Linked DNA regions of Oryctolagus cuniculus: region 2 is linked to region 1. Evidence: chromatin contacts called from public Micro-C data. All regions are on one chromosome and are shown on one strand. Each heading gives the region's core, a stretch centred on a gene start, on an enhancer-like site or on the middle of the called end of the contact. The rest is flanking DNA. Distances are from core to core; before and after follow the strand shown.

What was found. A called contact is a pair of places that touch in the nucleus more often than the background predicts.
Region 2: a contact with region 1 is called in a Micro-C map of ear pinna, with 4 times the contacts expected there. The contact joins the enhancer-like site here to the promoter of PXDN in region 1. A contact is called at or near these places in 3 of 6 Hi-C or Micro-C datasets (ear pinna, psoas muscle and an unstated tissue).

The regions. Positions count from the first base shown.
Region 1 is chr2:199,296,834-199,300,387 of mOryCun1.1, forward strand. PXDN (peroxidasin) reads left to right here and starts at 1,810. Exons shown (of 23, transcript XM_070069761.1): 1 at 1,810-2,128. The coding sequence starts at 1,929.
Region 2 is chr2:199,412,681-199,416,120 of mOryCun1.1, forward strand. No RefSeq gene overlaps it. Among named protein-coding and RNA genes, the nearest start is that of TPO, 110 kb to the right of the region's middle. Within about 2 kb of position 1,966, at least 4 of the 8 cell types and tissues checked have an H3K27ac peak or open chromatin away from gene starts, as enhancers often do. A contact at or near this core is called in ear pinna, where this site is marked.

The DNA.
Region 1 (3,554 bases), core at 560-3,059:
AGGACTCAACGGTAGCACCTCCCTGTTTATGGTCCCCGTGAGTCATTGGACCGGAGCGGGCTCCTGGGAACCTCCGAATCTGTAGCCAGGTGGTCAGAGGGATGGGTGCCTGGGCCCTGACACCGTGCCCATGCTGGGGGCCACCGGCTTCGTCGGTCCCACTGTGCCCTCAGCAGGGATAAGACCTGCTCCCATGCAGGTGGCGCCTGGACTTACTGCGGTCCACTGCTGGATGGGGACCCCGCCCTGCCCGTGGCCCCACCTCTCTTGCTGTGTCCCTGGTTCCAGGAAGACTCAGCAGAGCCAGTCAGCCAGCCTGCCATGGTAGGGGGCCTCTGAGAGGACCCCAAGGCCCTGGCTCCCGTCATTCTTACGCTCCTTTAAAAACAATAGAAACTTGTTTGGATTTTATATGCAAGGCAGAGAGACAGACAGATGGAGGGAGATCGTCCCTCTGCCTATTCAGTCCCCAAATGTCCACAACAGCCAAGGCTGGGCCAGGTTGGAGCCAGGAGCCTGGAGCTCGGTTCAGCTCCCCCACGTTGGTGGCAGGGGCTGAAGCATTTGAGCCATTGCCTGCTGCCTCCCAGGGTGCGCATTCGCATGAGGCCGAGGAGGGGCAGGGACATGGTGTTCTGAGCAGCTACTTGGTGCCGCCCCTGTGTGGGCCCTACCCTGGGCTGTAGCTGAGCCACCGCCACCTCCTAGGAGGGGTCAGAACAGGGTTTCCGCTCCCTGTCTTATTCTCTCTTCCTTCCAAGGCCGGCTCCAGGAGGTTGGAGGCCACGTGTCACCAGCAGTCGGCGGGGAGAGTGACAGGGCCTGGAGCTGAGGCTTCCTGGCCTCTCCACTGAGGGCCGGCTTGGAAGAGCAGAGCTCAGAGTGCACCTGCGACCCGGAGAGCCCAGCCCCTCCCCCTCCCCTGCTGCCCCCACAGGTGCTGGCTGTCTCAAGCTGCTTCCATTGCTTCAAGGGCTCACCTGTGACTGGGCCGGCCCTTCCCGGATGCCCTCACCCTCACCTTGATGGAGGGGGAGAAGGGAGGGGCGGAGAGTCCCCGTGGTTGAGAAGAGAACAGAACTCGGCTCCCCTCTGAATCTGGCTTTGGGCAAACGGCTCGCCTTTACTTTCTTACCTGCAAAATGAGAGAACAAGCCCGTGGGCAGGGATGCAGAACGTGCCCGAGGGCCTAGAGGTGCGTGCTGGAACCTCAGCCTCCCTGAACTGCACTTGGGCTGAGCGCCCGGGTCCCCTTCCTGGGCGGCGTCTCAGGGAAGGCGCCAACAGGTGGGCATCCAGCTGGGACCTCCTCTCTCGAAGGCCCCTTCCTTCCACGGAGGGGCCCTGAAACAGGCGGCGTGGGGTGATTAACAGGCCCGGGCCGGGCCGGCCTCCGCCTGCAGCAGGGAAACCAAGGCTGTTTGCTAAAGCGAGTTGATTTGAAGCTCAGGGGGAGAGATGGATCGGAGAGGGCGCGGGAGCTGCCTGACGCCTGCCTGGACCCAGGGCGCGCTCCGCAGTGTCGGAAAGGTAGCCGAGGACCTAACCCGCAGCGCACGCAGGCAGGAGCCACGGCCAGGACCCGGGGAAGGACTTCGCAGAAGTCCCGTTCCAAGCGCAGAAGCGGGGATTCAAACCCGGGCCCTAACCCTCCCCGCCGCCCAGGGCGTCCAGATCGCGCGCGCCTCTATCCGCCTGGCGGCTCAGTACCGGACGCCGCGGCCCGGGTCTCGCCCCGCCCCGGCCCTCGGGCAGCCGGAGGGGGCAGGGAGCAGCCGCGCGCATGTGCGCAGCTGGCGCCCCCCGCCCCCCGCGCACAGCTGGGACGTGGGCCGCGGCCGGGCGGGCGCAGTCGGGAGCCGGCGGTGGACGCGCCGGGCTGTCCGTGGTCTGTCCGTGAGCCTGAGCGTCCGTGCGCGCCGTCGGCCATGGCCGCGCGCCCCTCGGGCCCCGTGCGCCGCTGCCTGCTGGCTCTCGTGCTCTGCTGCGGCTGGGGGTCGCTGGTCGCGGTCGCCCAGAAGCCGGGCGCCGGGTGTCCGAGCCGCTGTCTGTGCTTCCGCACCACCGTGCGCTGTATGCATCTGCTGCTGGAGGCCGTGCCCGCCGTGGCGCCGCAGACCTCCATCCTGTGAGTGCGGCCGGGCCCCGCTTCGGGGGTCCCGGGGCTGGGGGCATCGGGGGCCCGGCGCGGGCGTGGGCGCTCCGGCCTTTGTCCGCCCGGCCCGGACGCCGAGGGGCGGACCCGAGCGCCGAGTGCGCGGCCTTGGGAGCCGCCTTTGTTCAGAATCTGGGATCCCCGCTGGCCCGGGAAGTTGTTGGAGCAGCCGGGGGAAGCCCTGCCTCGCCCGCCACTTCCCGCCTGCTCCTCCGGCCCGGCCTGGCCCGCGCCCGCGGCCGCCCCGCGTCCTCCCTGCTCGTCGCCCTCCCCCGCTCCGAGCGCGGCGCGCCCCCGGCCGCGTCCCCCCTGGTCCCCTCCTCCGCCCTCCCTGCTGGGCGCCTCTCCGCCCCCCCTCCGCGCGGAGGGCGGTGTCCGCCCCAGCCCTGCACCGGGAAATCCCCTCGCGGGTCCTCCGCGCTCGCCCGGGTGTCCCCAGGGCTTCCCCTGCGCCTGCGGCGAGCGGGGCGGCCCCGGTTCGGGACGAAGCCGTGGCTCTGAGCGGCGCCTTGGCTCCGGCGCTGCGCGCGCGCGCGCCGAACTCGGCGGACACCTGGCGTCGGGGTCGGCGCCGCGGATCGCGCGCCCGCGACCCCCCGGGGGACCTGGGCTGCGGCGTGGACGCGGGACTCTTGGAGTCTGCGAGGTCTGCTGCGTCTTAGGCGCCAACGGTAATTCGAGGACGCCAGTGCAGCTGCCCGTCTGCATGCCAAAAATAGTTTTCCCTTTTCTTGGCGGAGCCGGAGGACTTGGCACCGCCAAGGAGCCCGCGAAAGCCCTGAAAACTTGGGCGAACCGTCCAGGAAGCGAGCGGCTGCGGCTCCTACCTCCGAGGCACAGCACGCAGCCCTCCCGGCCCCTCTCCCCTGGCGTCTGCGCGGTACTGGGGCCCCCTGGGCCGCTGGAGGGAGAGCTGCGCTGGCCTGCAGAGCCTGGTGGGCAGCCCGGCCTGCGCGTCCGGGGAGCAGCCCCTCGGCGCAGAGGACCCGACATGGGCAGAGTTGGTGAAGTTCCTCAGCGAGTGCTGCGGGGAAGCCATTTTCCCTCTGATCGGAGCCTTCACGCTTGCCCCGCGTGTTGCTAACAAATGGGAACTGCCTTTTGAAAAGAGTAATAGGTCGGAGTACGTGTTCTGGAGCAAAATTGGGGCCCTGCCCTGCCCTGCCCGGTGTGGCCCTCAGCAGAAGCCTCTGAGGACCAGAGGGCAGTGACATCACAGGCAGCTCCAGATCTGCTTGCTTTTCCCGGATTTGGTAGTTTTCAGATGAGTGACAGGTGGAGTGCATGCTAGGTGAAGGGGATCCCTGGATCCCCGAAGACTGGAGCAGGTGAGCAGAGACCAAACACGCCCACTTGACAGCTGTGGAAGCAAGGGCAGGTGGGGGCAGTAAGACCAGCA
Region 2 (3,440 bases), core at 716-3,215, 120 kb after region 1:
CGCGCTGACTGCCCGGCCACTCTCACACGGCACCTGAGATTGGCAGCTTGGGAGCACAGGAAGGCACTGCTCACAGACCTGGAGGCTGGGAGTCCCACCTCAAGGCGTCGCTGGCTCCGTGGCTGGCTCCGTGGCAGGCTCCCTGGCAGGCTCTCTGGCAGGCTCTCTGGCAGGGGAGGACCAACTCCTGGTTCTCGGGCAGTTCCCTCTCAGCCTGTACGGTGGGAGGGGAGAGCAGAGGCAGGCCTGGGCGTCTTGGCCCCTCCTGAGGCTCCACCATCAAGACCTCTCTAAGGTGCCCCTGCGGATTCCCTCCAACGAGGGGTTAGGATTTCCGCTCCTGACTTCAGGGGACAAGGACGTTCAGAACATGGCAGCACCACGGTCACTTGTGGCTGGTGACGTTTGTGACTCACAGGAAGCCTGCAGCGAGCTGCATTGTGGGGGCCGCTGACCAGTCACGCAGACTTTGCTCACTTCCTGCACTGTCTCTCACTTTCGCTATCTTAACCATTAGCGGCTTGGCTAGGTGAAGTTCCTGGGAGCCAGGCGGGCCCTCGATGGGCTCTGGAGGTCTCAAGCCACAGGATCACTACTGAGTGCAGCTTATGATGGACACACATTAATGATCCAAGCAGCGTCTGTGCTCTGATGCAGGTCTTCTAGAACCTTCCAGCCATGCCGCCACGGCCTGCGGTGCTGCTCTGTTGGGCCAGTTTAGGCATTTGCTCTGAGTTTTTGAAATCCTGGGACTGCTGGGGCCAGCTCTTTGCGCCAGTTTCTCTCCAGGTGCTTTCCAGCTTGTTAGAGAGGGTCTTTCTGGTCAGGGTTGGTTTCCCAGCCCTGAGAAAGCTGCTCTGTCACAAGCCAGCAGGAATTTCTGCCCCGGCGGGGCCCCAGAGGCACGGGAACTGGCCCAGAGGCTGCTTCCCAGCCACGCTGGGACGGCCTGCTCACTCATGCTGTGTTCACACAATCCTTGCAGGCTGACTTCCAGCCCGTGTGCAGTGCCCGGCGGGCCCGCAGCCCTGGGGCAAGGGCGCCCTCAGCCGGCAGCTGCCGGAGCCCCTGGGCCGGGCTGAGGCGCGGCTGGGCCGGGCGAGGCGGCGCGGTGGGGTGGCCGGGTCGGTCCGGGGGCGCTTCTCTCTGACAGGGGAAGGAAGGTGTTGGGGCTAAGATTTATCCTGGGCGGAAGTGCACGCCCGAGGTCTGGGCTGTCCTTTCTGTCAAGAGTAGGAACAGGGAGTATTCCTGAGGGGTGGTGCCCTGGGCAGTTCCCGCACAGGGTGGGGAGTTCCAGGAAAGCGTCCATTTTCTAGCCTTTTTGGGAAGCCTCGGAGCACGACGGAGTGGGCGTGTCAGTCAAGGCTACCCCGCTGTCGGTCACCACAACGCAGGAGGCTGCTGGCCAGGAGGCACTGCGCGTCCCCCTCTCTGTCCCCGTCCCTGGCCGCCCCTTGCCTCCCTCAGTGCCGGTCCTGGCAGCGTGGCCCCCACAGCCACCTCGCACCCCTCGTCGCTCCCCCAGCACACGCCGACGCCATCTCCGGAGCGCGTCAGGTTTGTCCTGCCATCCTGGTGACGGCTCGGAGGAGGTGACGCGCGCTGCCGGCGGCCGGTCCCACCACAGGCTGCCTTCCACCGTCTCAGCCTGCCCGGAGCTGGCCGGGGGCTCCCAGGAAAACCCCCACGTCACTTCCGGGTGCCCTGCCCAGGTCACGTGGTCTGGCCTGGCCCCTGGGTCCCAGGAGGGCTATGCTTCCGCCGCTCCCGAGGGCATCCCGGAGGCGGCCCGGGGCCTGTTCCACAGGGGGCTCGGGGTTCCCGTCTCCCCCACTCCCCGCCTCTGCACCACGGGCACCGCCAGGCCACCGCCACCCCCCCCCGCGCCCCTTCACAGGGGCGATTCTGCGGGGAGACCTTGGCCGAGGCCAGGGGACACCTCTGGCTGGCACAGCTCAGGAGTGCCTGTGTGGCGTGGGCGAGCCGGGAGGTGGCCCGACAGACCGCCCATCGTGGGCTGCCCACACGTCTTGGCCAGCATGTCCCAGGCGATTCAGCGGGGAAGCCCGCCTCGCCCCCGGGCTGCTCATTGCTAAAGAACTAGGCCCGAAGACAGCGCGTGGTCCACACCCGTGCCCAGGGTGTTCTGGCTGTCTCAGCCCTGCCCTGGCTGGGCCCAGGCATGACCCGCTGCTCGCCGCTGCCCTGTCTGGACGGCCAGCTCCTGATCCGGGGCCTGCTTACCTGCACGCCCCTCCCTCCAGACAGCCCGCCGGCCCAGCCAGGCCCAGCCAGGCCCTGCCAGGCCCAGCCCTCCGCCGGCTGCTGGGCTGGCCCGTCCCTTCCTCTGCAGCCTGGGCGCCAAGCTGAAATCATCGCCCTGATGCGCTTGTTTACTTGTAGTCCACCAGAGCCTGGCTCCAGCTGCTGAATCCCAGATGGGGGTGGGCACGGACAACAGAACAGCCCGTGGGAGCCACGGGAAAACACAGCCCTGTATTGTCCCCTTGCAGGCCTGGAATCTGGAGGCAGGCCCTGTTGATGCTGCACTTCCTCAAGGGGCCTCCTACTCGTGTTCTCACGGTGGCTACTGGGGCTCCTGCCATTCTGTATTTGTTCCAAGCAGCAGGAAGAGAGGAGGGCCAAGAGCAAATGCGTGCTTGCCAACAGGGCCGCCCCCTTTAGAGCGTCCTGGAAACCCCATCTGCGGCTCCTGCTCGCCTCCCTGGCCGGAGCTGTGGCAGCCACTCCTGCTTTCCGCCTGGGAGACTGCAAACGCAGACTCCATGGGTAAGAAAAAAAAGAGAAAATTGCCACAAATTGTTTTTGTCTGCAGTTTTGTCTGAAGCTTGCGCTCGAGGAAGACGGCGTCTGGATTCCTCGGCCTGAACGGCTGGCGCTTGGCAGAGGGTGTGGAATGTGGCAAGTGCTCAGTGAGCCCTGCTCCAAGCCCGGAGCCAGCTCTGACCAGGGGTGTCGGGCCTGGCGCTCGGTCTGCCGCATGTGCTCCAGTTGCTTTCCTACGGAGTGAATTTGGGGCTCTGCTCTGGGAGAGGCCCTGGGCATCCGAGCCGCTCCAGGCAGGGGCCTTGTGGGTGTGGGAACAGCGATCATCCAGTCACGGAAGGCGGAGGCCACGGCACCCGGCACTGCCGCCCAGACAGGTGGGACAGGCTGGTGGCTACCGAGCGCCCGCTGCACAGGTCAGCATGGCCTCCCACGGCCGTGTCTTGTGTAGACTTGGCCTGGGTGCCATCGGCCCTTGTCCATCTTGTTCCTGATGGCCAGGTTGGTTCAACTTGGCAACCCGACGCGGGGGCCAGGCCTGCAGCACCTTCCCCCAGAGGCACCGCCAGGGCTGCTCCCCGCACACTCTCGGCCCTTCATGGCTTCCGGACTGGGCTCTGCCCCTGGCTGGGCTGCTGTCCACTCTCAGG